Regions from separate parts of the Oryctolagus cuniculus genome. Here region 2 is linked to region 1. Evidence: chromatin contacts called from public Micro-C data. All regions are on one chromosome and are shown on one strand. Each heading gives the region's core, a stretch centred on a gene start, on an enhancer-like site or on the middle of the called end of the contact. The rest is flanking DNA. Distances are from core to core; before and after follow the strand shown.

Evidence for each region. A called contact is a pair of places that touch in the nucleus more often than the background predicts.
Region 2: a Micro-C map of ear pinna shows a contact between it and region 1, with 8 times the contacts expected there. The contact joins two enhancer-like sites. A contact is called at or near these places in 2 of 6 Hi-C or Micro-C datasets (ear pinna and psoas muscle).

What each region holds. Positions count from the first base shown.
Region 1 is chr2:87,194,831-87,200,843 of mOryCun1.1, reverse strand. No RefSeq gene overlaps it. Among named protein-coding and RNA genes, the nearest start is that of ZNF703, 360 kb to the left of the region's middle. Within about 2 kb of position 1,338, at least 5 of the 8 cell types and tissues checked have an H3K27ac peak or open chromatin away from gene starts, as enhancers often do. A contact at or near this core is called in ear pinna, where this site is marked.
Region 2 is chr2:87,560,809-87,566,961 of mOryCun1.1, reverse strand. It overlaps ZNF703 (zinc finger protein 703), which reads right to left. Exons shown (of 2, transcript XM_070068547.1): 2 at 3,300-5,874. The coding sequence ends at 4,342. Among named protein-coding and RNA genes, the nearest start is that of ZNF703, 4.2 kb to the right of the region's middle. Within about 2 kb of position 3,476, at least 2 of the 8 cell types and tissues checked have an H3K27ac peak or open chromatin away from gene starts, as enhancers often do. A contact at or near this core is called in ear pinna, where this site is marked.

The sequences.
Region 1 (6,013 bases), core at 89-2,588:
GTATGTAGGGAGGAAGAAGAGGGAAAATAAATTATACATCTCCCAAGATACGATCTGTAGTTAATTCTTAATTAGGACTGACAGATGCTTCCCCCATAATCCTATTCCCAACATGTTCTGTTTGCTTTGTTTGGTGCTGGAAGATATATTGTGACACAGTAATGACCTTTCTAAGCTTGTCCTGGAAGTGTTATTGGCATTCTAATGATTTATTGCATGTTCCAGTTGATTAGAGGGCCATTTGTCAACATTTTATTTCTCTCTCCATAAACCTGTCTCCTGCGTCACAGGACATTCACTGGCATGAAATTTAAACAAATACAGTACACAGCTCTTATTCAACTGCTGGCTTCACTCAGAGGCTTGGCGCTTACCCGTTCTGGCCAAGGAGGTCTTTTTATGACTCAGGCCGCTGTGGCTTCCGCGCAGGGGCAGGTCCTGGTGTCTTTCGGAGACTGGGAATGACTGTCCTCCGTATTGATTGTCCATTTCCTGCAGTGGGAGTCCTCCTTTGTAAAATAAACTCATATAGATTGTGTAAAGATTTGCTTTATTTATTTGAAAAGCAGAATGGGAGAGAGGGAGGGAGGGAGGGAGAGAGAGAGAGAGAGAGAGAGAGATCTTCCATCTGCTGATTCGCTCCTCAAATGACTGCAACAGCCGATGCTGGGCCAGGCTGAAGCCACGAGCCTGGAACTCCATCCGGGTCTTCCACATGGGCGGCAGGAGCCCAAGCACTTGAGCCATCTTCTGCTGCCTTCCCAGGCACATTAACAGGAAGCTGGATCGGAAGTGATGTAGTCTGGGCTCTGCCAGCATTGCAGGCGGCAGCTTAACCCGCTAAGCTACAATGCTGTCCCTAAATGTATAAGTGCATAAAATTAAAACTACATATATATATATATATATATATATACATATATATATATATATTTGACAGGCAGAGAATTTAAGTCATCTTCCATGAATCTCTGAGAGGCAGAGATTGAGAGCGATTGAGACAGAGAGACAGAGAGACAGAGAGAGAGAGGGAGAGAGGGAGAATGATCACTTATATCTACCGATTCACTCCCTAAATGTGCATAATGATTGGGGCTTGCCCTGGCCAAAGCTGGCCGAAGCTGGGAGCTGAGAACTCCACCCAGATCTCCTCTATGGTGTGAGGGACCCATCACTGCCGCCTCCCAGGGTCTGCGTTGTGGGGGGGTTGGAACTGGATGTCAGAGAGCCTGATGTGGGAAGTGGACGTCTTACCCGCCACGTTGCATGGCCTTCCGAGGAAGACTTTTCTGAGCCGAGTCGCTCAGATCAGCTTCCCGTTGCTCGCACCGCCTCCGTCTCAGGGTTTCCAGGCAGTCATCTGATGCCCGTTGGCACGCAAGGCAGAGCTTGGCTGCAGCAGGAGCTGCTGACCTGCCCCAACCAGCCAGCCTGGCGGCTTTGCCTCTGAACTCTTTGCAACCACCGACTCACCACCCAAGGGACAGGACTGAGCAAGCCCAGGGGACACGCAGGGAAAATATGAGTCATGCCAGCGCGGGGCGAAGGCTCGTCCTCTTCCGGGCTCCCTGAGTGACCTTGGGCCCCTGCCGGCTCATCCAGGCCCTCAGAGTTTTGGGATGAACACGTTCATTACCCATGCAGCGCTGGGAAGCCCTTTTGAGAAAGGCTTTATATAAACGCCTGGATGGCCAGCTCTCTGCTGTGGCCCGGGAGTGCAGTGGAGGATGGCCCAAGTGCTTGGGCCCTGCACCCCATGGGAGACCAGGAGAAGCATCTGGCTCCTGCCATCGGATCAGCGCGGTGCGCCGGCCGCGGCGGCCATTGGAGGGTGAACCAACGGCAAAGGAAGACCTTTCTCTCTGTCTCTCTCTCACTGTCCACTCTGCCTGTCAAAAAAATAAAAATAAAAAAATAAAAAAATAAATGCCTGGATCTTCTCGTGCTGACACTGCGTCAGTTAACAAGCTTCTGAGCTGCTCTGTGAGACACTGGGTGGGAGGGCAGTGGTGATGGGGAAGGAACAGGGCTTGCTTTCAGCCCCAGCTTGAGAAGCTGCGACTATTCACCTGTGTGTGTGCACACGCATTTGCTCAGTCACAACCCTGACTTGCTAAGGTTCAAGATCAGCCTGACGGGCCAGCACTGTGGTACAACGGCTTACGACTCCAGCATCCCAAGTGAGCAGGGGTCAAGTCCTGGCTGCTCTGCTTCCGACCCAGCTCCTTGAAAATGCACCTGGGAAAGCATTAGAGGTTGGCCCCAAGTGCTTGGGTCCCTGCCTCCACCAGGGAGAGACCCAGATGGAGTTCCTGGCTCCTGGCTTGGGTCTGGATTAGCCCTGGCTGTTGTGGGCATTTGGGGAGTGAACCAGCACAGTTCTCTTTCTATCAAATAAATACACACAGGAGTCTTCTTTCCTCTTTCTAGGAGACGATGCAACCTGAACCGTGCCTAGCTACCCTCACACTTCTGCGTCTCCAGGAGATTCCGATCCCAGTCCCCAGTGCTGTGTCTGTTCAGGAGATTCCGATCCCAGTCCCCAGTGCTGTGTCTGTTCAGGAGATTCCGATCCCAGTCCCCAGTGCTGTGTCTGTTAAGTTAGGCGGTGACACTGGGAAGCTAAGATGCAGCCCTGCATGTGGGAGATCCACGTGTGCTTCCCACAGGCCTCCCCTGACCTCCACGTTGACAGTGACTCTGTGATTCACCAGCACGTGTTAGCTCCCCGAGAGCTGCGTTCTCTTCTTGCAATGTATTTCTCACTGCATGGCCTGTGCGTGCATCTACCCAGCCAGTGACCCAGTCAGAAACCTGCGAAGCACCGTCGTTGGCTCCCTGCTTCCCCTGACCTTCCGTAGGGCCTGGTGGCGTCTGTACATGGAGTATTTATTTGCACTACCCCCCGCCACACACACACACACACACACACACGCTCAACAATCTCTTGTTGGACCATGACAATGCATGCCTTGCCTCTTCGTCCCTGGCTGGTGAGAAAGCCTGCACCAGGAGGTGGCAGCCAACTCTCTGTGACCATCTGGAGCCTTCTCCCGGCTGCCGCAGGGTGGTGGCACAGAGAATCCATGGCCTCCAGTGATGGAAGGAGACCACAGCCTCCCTGCACTTGCGGGGCGTTTTTACCCCAACCGGAGGATGGGGAGACGGTGTGCTGTGCGGATGCTGCTGAATGCTGGACAGCCAAACAATGACAAGTATCTGCCCTGGCCTGCCCTTCCCCACCCCCTTTATGACCTGGCTGCCCCTGGGGTTTCACACTCTCTTGTAAGCCACTGATCCCCCAGGTTGAAGTCCTCAACTGTAAAATCAGGCCTGGTCCTCTGAGCCTGGCATTTCAGACAACTCCGGACCTTGCCCTTGGGTCCCTGGTCCATAGAAGCTCCTGCTCCACCATGCCATTTCTGGCCTCTCCTCCTCCTCCTCCTCCTCCTCTTCCTCCTCCTCCTTCTTCTTCTTCTTCTTCTTCTTTGACAGGCAGAGTGGACAGTGAGAGAGAGAGAGACAGAGAGAAAGGTCTTCCGCATTTGCTGTTGGTTCACCCTCCAATGGCCGCCACAGCCAGCGCACCGCGCTGATCCGATGGCAGGAGCCAGGTACTTCTCCTGGTCTCCCATGGGGTGCAGGACCCAAGTACCTGGGCCATCCTCCACTGCCCTCCCAGGCCACAGCAGAGAGCTGTCCTGGAAGAGGGGCAACCGGGACAGAATCTGGCGCCCCGACCGGGACTAGAACCTGGTGTGCCGGCGCCGCTAGGCGGAAGATTAGCCTAGTGAGCCGCGGCGCCGGCTGGCCTCTCCTTCTTAAAGTTGGCCAGGCACTCTTGTTCCTCGGAGCTGTGAACTTGTCCATCTGCAGATTCGTTTGCACCCCCAGAACCTCCTCTCCATCCTTGTGTTCCAGTGTGTTCCAGGCCAGTTTCTTTTTTTTTTATTTTTATTTGACAGAGTTATAGACAGTGAGAGAGAGAGAGAGAGAGAGACAGAAAGGTCTTCCTTCCGTTGGTTCACTCCCCAAATAGCTGCTATGGCTGGTGCTGTGCTGATCTGAAGCCAGGAGCCAGGTGCTTCTTCCTGGTCTCCCATGCAGGTGCAGGGACCCAAGCACTTATGCCTTCCTCCACTGCCCTCCCGGGCCACAGCAGAGAGCTGGACTGGAAGAGAAGCAACTGGGACTAGAACCCGGTGCCCATGTGGGATGCTGGCACTGCAGGCGGAGGATTAACCAAGTGAGCCATGGCGCCGGCCCCTCCAGGCTGGTTTTACTCATGTACATTGGTCTCTGTGTCCAGATCCACCACCACCAAGAAGCCTTCTCTGGGGTGGATTCTCCTACAGCTCTGTCACCACTTCTTCCTTTTTTTAGCTTTATTTATTTATTTGAAAGTCAGCGTTACACACAGAGAGAAGGAGAGGCAGAGAGAGAGAGAGAGAGAGAGAGAGAGAGAAAGAGGTCTTCCATCTGATGGTTTACTCCCCGGATGGCTGCAATGGCTGGAGCTGAACCACTTTGAAGCCAGGAGCCAGGAGCTTCTTCTGGGATAGACCCAAGCACCTGATCCACCACAGCAGAGAGGTGGATTGGAAGTGGAGCAGCCGGGACACGAACTGTGTCCATATGGGATGCCGGTGCCACAGGCAGAGGCTTAGCCTGCTACTCTTTAGCACCGGTCCCTACCATTTTTAACCTTTTTTTTTTTTTTAAGATTTTATTTATTTATTTGACACGTAGAGTTACAGACAGTGAGAGAGAGAGAGAGAGAGAGAGAGAGAGAGAAAGGTCTTCCTTCCGTTGGTTCACTCCCCAAATGGACACAATGGCTGAGCTCTGCCGATCCGAAGCCAGGAGCCACGAGCTTCCTCCAGGTCTCCCATGCGGGTGCAGGGGCACAAGGACTTGGGCCATCTTCTACTGCTATCCCAGGCCATAGCAGAGAGCTGGATTGGAAGAGGAGCAGCCGGGACTAGAACCCCCTGCCCATATGGGATCCTGGCGCCACTGGTGGAGAATTAACCTACTGTTCCACAGCGCCGGCCCCTCAACCTTTGTTCTTTTGATCCGTTCCCTCTGAGGGGCGGAGGCCATGGGAGAGCTTAGGACGCTGCTGGCCTCACAGTGCCATCCTGTAAATGCTGACCAAATGGTGCCAGGTGGTGCCGGGGGTCCAGATCCCGCTTTCTAGTTTGCTGTCTACAGCTGGGTGTCGCGGCGGGAGGAGAGGGTGCAGGCACGTGTTGGGAATCCAGCAGGACATGGTGCTCTTCCGTGGCACTCCGGCTGTGCGTGGAGGAGTCGGAGGGGAAGCCAGCCTGCCCCATGCTGCTGGGCCACGGGAAAGCTGATGCTGGCATTCAGGCTTTAGCCACGAATTGTTCCTGGGAAGGCATAGAAATTCCTGGGAAGGCATAGAAATTCCAACATCAGCACTGACCAGGACACCATCCCAGACGAAACCAGAACTCCAGCACTGCAGAGGAGCGGCCTCAGGTGACCTGGAAGGAAGTCTGTCCTTCCTCTGACCTGGACAACAGGAGGAGAAAAGCAGGGAGGACGGCACAGGGGCGGGCAGAGGGCCAGGGCCTCGGTTCCGTGTGCAGACCCCTGCTGGGGGTTCAGGCCTCGGAGCACCCACTTGCAGGGAGAGCAACAGGCCTTAAGTTCTTTTTGGGAGGAGCTAATTTCTCAACTGTTGGTAGACCCTCAATGCATAAGCCTCATCTCGCCGGGGCTGCCCACCCGGGCCACGCGGTGGGGAGGGGACCTGGCCACTGGCTCCCAGCGCTGCCACCTCTGCAGGGGAGTTCCTGTGCAAGGGGCAAGTGTGGCATCTTGCAGTCGGCTACGAGGACAGATGGGGTGAGGAGAGGAGCGTCCCCGCGAGACGGGGAAGTGGAAGACGCTCCCAAGGCCAGCGCAGGCTCTATGTAACGTATGGCTTAATTTCCTCTCAAATTAGACACTTGATAAAAAAAGTTATTATATCTGTCAAATTGCC
Region 2 (6,153 bases), core at 2,227-4,726, 360 kb before region 1:
GTGTCCCAGGAAGCGAGAAGCCCAACAGGACACAATTCCATCCAAGGCCAACCCATGTCTGAGGGTGAGACTTTTACTCCTCCTCCCTTGCTCTCACTGCTGCCCACAAGGCCACAAAAATAACCAGGCAAGAGGTGTGAAAACAGGACCCGGAGCCAGGAACTCCCAGGGTCTCAGGTTCCCGCCCTGTGGCTTCCACCCTTCCTGGGGCCTTGGGAACACCCGCCCAGTTTCTGGCGCCTGGAAGAGACCAGGGGAAAGGAGGGGAGCAGGACTCGGAAGAGAAGGAGGTGGAGAAGAAGGTGGACTGGAATCTCAAAGCTGAATCAATCATGCAAATCAACAGTTGGTAGGGGAGGGCTGACTCTATTAACGCGGCAACTTTGTTTCATGGGAATTGTGCTATTGAAAGCAGGAACTCCCCCACAGCTAATTAAGCAGCCACCTTTCCTAGGAAATCCTCAGTTACCTGCCCCTTGGGGTCGTGTCCCAGTGGTAGTTGGGGGCAGCCCGGGTCCCCGCCCCCCAGCCAGCAGCCTCCTTCCCAGTCCCCCAAAGCAACCAATACATTTGACAGGCGAAATTCAGGTGGGAGTTTTTCACCCTTCACTGCCCCCCCTCCAGGGTGCCAGGTCAGTTCCCCCTGGTCTGTGGGATTGAGCTCGCTCTGGGAAATCGGGAGTCTCCTCCTCCAGCTCTTTCCCACGGTGCCGGGGCGCCCTGAAATCTGTAAAGTAACAGGGAAGCCCAGGTCTCCTTGCTGAAGGAGCAGGGTCAGTTACAGCAGGCATTCAAAACCACACAAAACCAGTGGGGCTGTGATGGAACTTGTGAGGAGGGGAAAGACCGGGAAGAAATAAACAGCCAACAAAACAGAGAAGAAGGACAACAGAGCAACATTTCAGGTCTTTTTCAATCCACACCCCAAGAAATCCGACCACACTGGTCCCCCAGCGAGGCACTGCTCGCAGCCTGGCTCTGCCAGCCCAGGGACACCAGCAGCCCCGGCTCCTTTCCCTGGGACCCACACATGGTCAGTACTTACTCTTAGCATGGTCAGTACTGACTCTGCACACGAACACAGAGACAGTGCACACAAACACAGAGACACTGCACACAAACACACAGACCCAGTACACAAACACACAGATGGTGCACATGAACACACACTGCACACAACCACACAGACACTGCACACAGCCACACAGACACAGTACACAAACACACAGATGGTGCACACAACCACACAGACACTGCACACAGCCACACAGACACTGCACACAGCCACACAGATGGTGCACATGAACACACACTGCACACACACAGACACTGCACACAACCACACAGATGGTACACACGAACACATACTGCACACGAACACACAGACACTGCACACAACCACACAGACACTGCACACAGCCACACAGACACTGCACACAACCACACAGATGGTGCACATGAACACACACTGCACACAGCCAGACACTGTATACAACCACACAGACACTGCACACAACCACACAGACACTGCACACAGCCACACAGACACTGCACACAAACACACAGATGGTACATACGAACACACGCCCTGCACATGAACACACAGACGCTGTGTATGACCAGACAGTGCACACGAACACGGTGCACACAGACACTGCACATGAACACACAGACACTGCACACAAACACACAGATGCTGCACACAGTCACTACACATGACCACACAGATATTGTACATGACCACACAGACACTGCACAGGAACATACAGACACTGCACACACACACACAGATGCTGCACACGAACACACACTGCACATGAACACACTGCACATGACCACACAGATGCTGCACACATGAACACACTGCACAGACATTGCACACAAACACAGACACTGCACATGACCATACAGTGCATATGAACACACACTGCACACAATCACAGATGCTGCCACGAGCAGACACTGCACATGACCACACACAGTGCACACGACCACACAGATGGTGCACATGAACACACACACTGCGCACAAACACACACACTGCACATGAACACAGACACCGTATATGAACACAACACTACACACGAACACACAGATACTGCACACGGCCAGACACTACATACGACCACACTGACACTGCACATGACCACACTGCACATACACACAACACAGATACTGCATGTGAACACAGAAAGCACACACAGATGTGCACACGAATACATACTGCACAAGAACACAGACACTGCACAAGAGCACACACACTGCACATGCACACAGATGGTACACATGCACAGACACGACACACACACACAGACTGCACAAAAACACTACACACATAGACACTGCATATGCACACAGACGGTGCACATGAACACACAGATGGTGCACACACAGACTGCACACGGACACAGACACACACACGAACTGCACACAGATGGTGCAAATGAACAGACGGTGCACACGGACACTGCGCATGAACATGGACACTGCACACAAGCACAGACGGTGCACATGCACACCCAGACACTGCGCAGAGTACTCTCTCTGCACTGTGGTAGAGTTCCCAGAGTGCCGGCTGAGACGGCACCCCCACCCTCCGCCCGGAGCGCTGGTGCCCACGCCGCAGAGCACGCCGTTTGCGCGGTACGAGGGTTAAGCCAAGGCCGAGAGCCCGGGGGTGCCAAAGCCACGCAGAGCCCACGTGGAGCGGCGGCCAGCAGGGGGCGCGCGAGGCCGCCTCCCAGCGCGGGCCAGCGTGGCCCCGCGCACCCGCCGCCCGGAGCACCGGCTGCGGCGCCGAGGCGGCACGCGAGACGGCGCCCCACTCTCGGCTGTGGAAGCTTGAGTCGGGCGAGCAAGCGCAACAAACGGGCCGGGGGCCGGCTTCACGGTCCCCTTCTCAGCAGCCCCCAAGCTTGGTTCCCAGCAAGACTCTGGGGGTGCAAGCGAGGGGGGAGCCCCACGCCCTCAGTAGGAACGCCACCTCCGAAACACCGAGCGGGCCGCCGTCGGGTCTGTGGGCCGCCTGCCGCTCGCCTGCCCGCCACCAGGTGGCGCCGGAGGCACGCGGTCTCCGCCCGCCCGCCGGCCTCGGGTGGGCCTCGGCCCCGCGAACCCCAGTTTTACAAATGCCTCCCCCCTCCCCCGACCCCGGGTTCGACGTTTGACAAGAACGCAACTCCAGGCGTCTGGGTAAGTGCGTCGGCGCGGGACTTTCTGGAGGAACGAGGCGTTCCGCCGCCGCCTGGCTGGCTGCGAGCGGGACAGCGCGTGAGGCGACAGAGAGACACACCACGGTGTGAATATAGCCAAGAATTCCATTTATTAACAAAATAAGTCTTACCAAGGGAGCGCTCTGTTCACCCACACGGGCCCCGCAGCCCCCGGCGGGGCGGGGAGAAGACCCCGGGCCGCTGCCGCCGCGGGGGGGGGGGCGTCCGCTTCTGACCCCGCGCGCCGGAGGGGGCTCGCCGAGGACCCCGCCCCCGCCGCCGCAGCCCGGCCTAGGCAGAGAGACCACGACTATAATGCACTTTGCAGAAAAAAAAAAAAAAAATTAAAAAAGAGCCGAGCTCCACGCCAGCGGGCGGCGGGACCACCAGTGTCGGGGCCCGGAGGGAGGGGTCTGGAAGGGGGCCGGGGACGGGGGGGGGTGTGAGGGGGTCAAGGGTCGGGGGCCAGGTGCACCCCTCCCGTGGTGAGCTCGGGGTGGGGGAAGCTCCGGTCGGGGAGCAGGGCAGTCAATAGGGGGGCCCAGACCCAGGGTCCCTCGGGAGGGGACGCAGGGCTGCCGCTAAGAGGCGCTCACGGGCCCCTCCCCCCTGCACCCCAAACCGTGTTACAGAAACCATAACTCCGCTGCTTGTCCAAAGGAAAAAACCAGAACCTCGAATGGAAGCAAACCAGAGGGGAAAAGGAGGGTGGGGTGGTGGTGGTGGTGGTGATGGTGGTGGTGGGTGTCGTTTCAAGGGGAGAAGACGCATGCAAGAAATCCCCCTGCGAGGGAAAACCGAACTCACCCTCCTTCCCTAAAACCAAACCAAGCAGGAAAGGAAAAAAAAAAAGCATCAAACTTTAAAAAACTTCTACCTAAGGGGTGGGGGTGGGGGGTGAAAAAAAGGGCAGGAAGAGGGGGCGGGGATGTAGTTATTGGTGTGATTAATATTATTACAGCCTTTCTGCATACCATCGACTCGTGTGGGCCGTTAATGCACTTATATTCCCAGCTTGTAAGCGAACAGTAAATAAATACACAGTCCGGTGGGGAGGGCGGGGGGCTTCCGGCGGGGCGAGCAGCGAAGCGGGAAGCGGCAGCGGCGGCGGTGGCCGGAGGGACCGCAGTTACTGGTACCCGAGCGCAGAGGCCGAGGCCAGTCTCTGTCCGTACAGCGCGTATGGCGAGTAGTAGGGTCCGGCTGTGGGCAGCGACGGCACGGCCAGGCCCCCCGCTGTGGATAAGTGGCCCTTGCCATAGGGGTGGTACCGGCTTAGCCCCAAAGTGTGTGGACTCCGCATGGACAGCGACCCGGGGCTGCCGGGCGCGGCGGGTGGGGGCAGGTGCAGGTGGCAGGAGGCTGCGGCGGCGGCGGCGGCAGCGGCGGCGGCGGCGCTGCCCAGGCCCGAGGCCCCGGGGTAGGCGGCCAGGAGTTTCTCGGCGCCCGGCAGGGCCGTGTGAGTCCGTAGGTGGCTGAGCAGCTCCTCCGAGGTGGCGAAGCGCTTGTCGCAAGGCCCGCTGGCCGCCACCCAGTTGCAGCTGTGCGGCAGAGGTTCGTTCTGCAGCATGAAGCCATAGGTGTAGAGCGGGTGGCCGGGGAGCGCGCCCTGGGCCGCGCTGGACGAGAGCGCGGCGGGCTGCAGCGGGTGCCCGGGGTACACCAGCGGGTAGCCCCCCGCCTTCAGGCTGGGCCCCGCAGGGTCGTGCGCGCTGCAGGTGGAGCAGCTGGAGCCGCCGAGGTGCGAGGCGCTGTGGTAACCTCCCAGGCAGTAGGGGTCACGGCATAATCCCTGCAGGAAGGAGGGCGGAGAGGCCCCGGTGAGTGGGCTGGAGCTGGGGGGCTTCCCGGGCGGCAGCCCCAGGCCCCCCGACAGCTGGCCCCCCACGAGGCCGGACTTGCTGGGATCCAGGCCAGGCACGAACTGGGACGGGTAGCCGGCGTAGGCGCCCACGATGGAGCCGTGGTAGCCGATGCTGGAGGGAGGCAGCGGGAATACCGAGTGGCCGGGTTTGTAGGGCGACACCGGCGCCACATGGCCAGCCCCCACCAGGGCCGAGGGCGGCTCCGACTTGCGCTCAGAGGACCCGGCCTCGGCGCCGCCGTGTGCGCTCGGCTCCCCGCCGCCGCCAACGCCGCGGCTCACGGCCGCCGGCTCTGGGCTGGGCTTGGCTTCCTGGTCTTTCTTGTCCAGCTCGCCGCCGCCGTTCTTGCAGTCCGAGTGGTGTGGGGAGCCGCCGCGGGAGCCGCCGGGCGAAGACGAGGACGAGGACGCGGAGACTGCCGCTCCATGCGGGGGAAAGGGCGGGCAGGCGGCGCTGGGGACCCTGAACCCCGCCTTGTCTCCCGGGGACGAGGCGGACGAGGAGGAGGTGGAGGACACGGAGGAGGAGCCGCTGTCTTTGCGGGAGTCGCCACCGCCGGAGCCCTTGGAGTAGGGCTTGAAGCTGGATTTGTCCTCGGCCGGGGCGTCTCCCAGCTGCTTGAGCGCGGCGGACGCGGAGCCGGCGCCTGGGGCCGAGCGGCCGGGGTCCTTGTCTGCTCCCAGCCCGTTGGCCGCGGCCGCTACGGAGTTGAGCTTGGACGAGGGCGGCGGGTCGGGCTTGCCGATCTGCGAGCAGGTCTGGGCCAGCAGCGCCAATGGACTCTTCTTGGCGTCCAGCTGTGGGCGACAGAGGCAAGGGGAGAGGCGAGGGGGTGAGATTCGGAGGCCGGCGGGGCGGGCGCGCGGGGGGGGGGGGCGAGGAGGGCCTCGGGACGACGACTGTGGACAGAGGGCGAGGGCCGGGCCCGGGCTCGGGCCCGGGCGGGGCAGCACGGAGAGCACCGCGCTTTCACGGCCAGGCGATACCGGCGTGCGTCACGGGCCCGGGGAACGGGGCAGTGGAAGGGGATCGCCAAGGGCCGCCGCGGGAGAAGGTGACTTTTCCGGGGTCAGGGC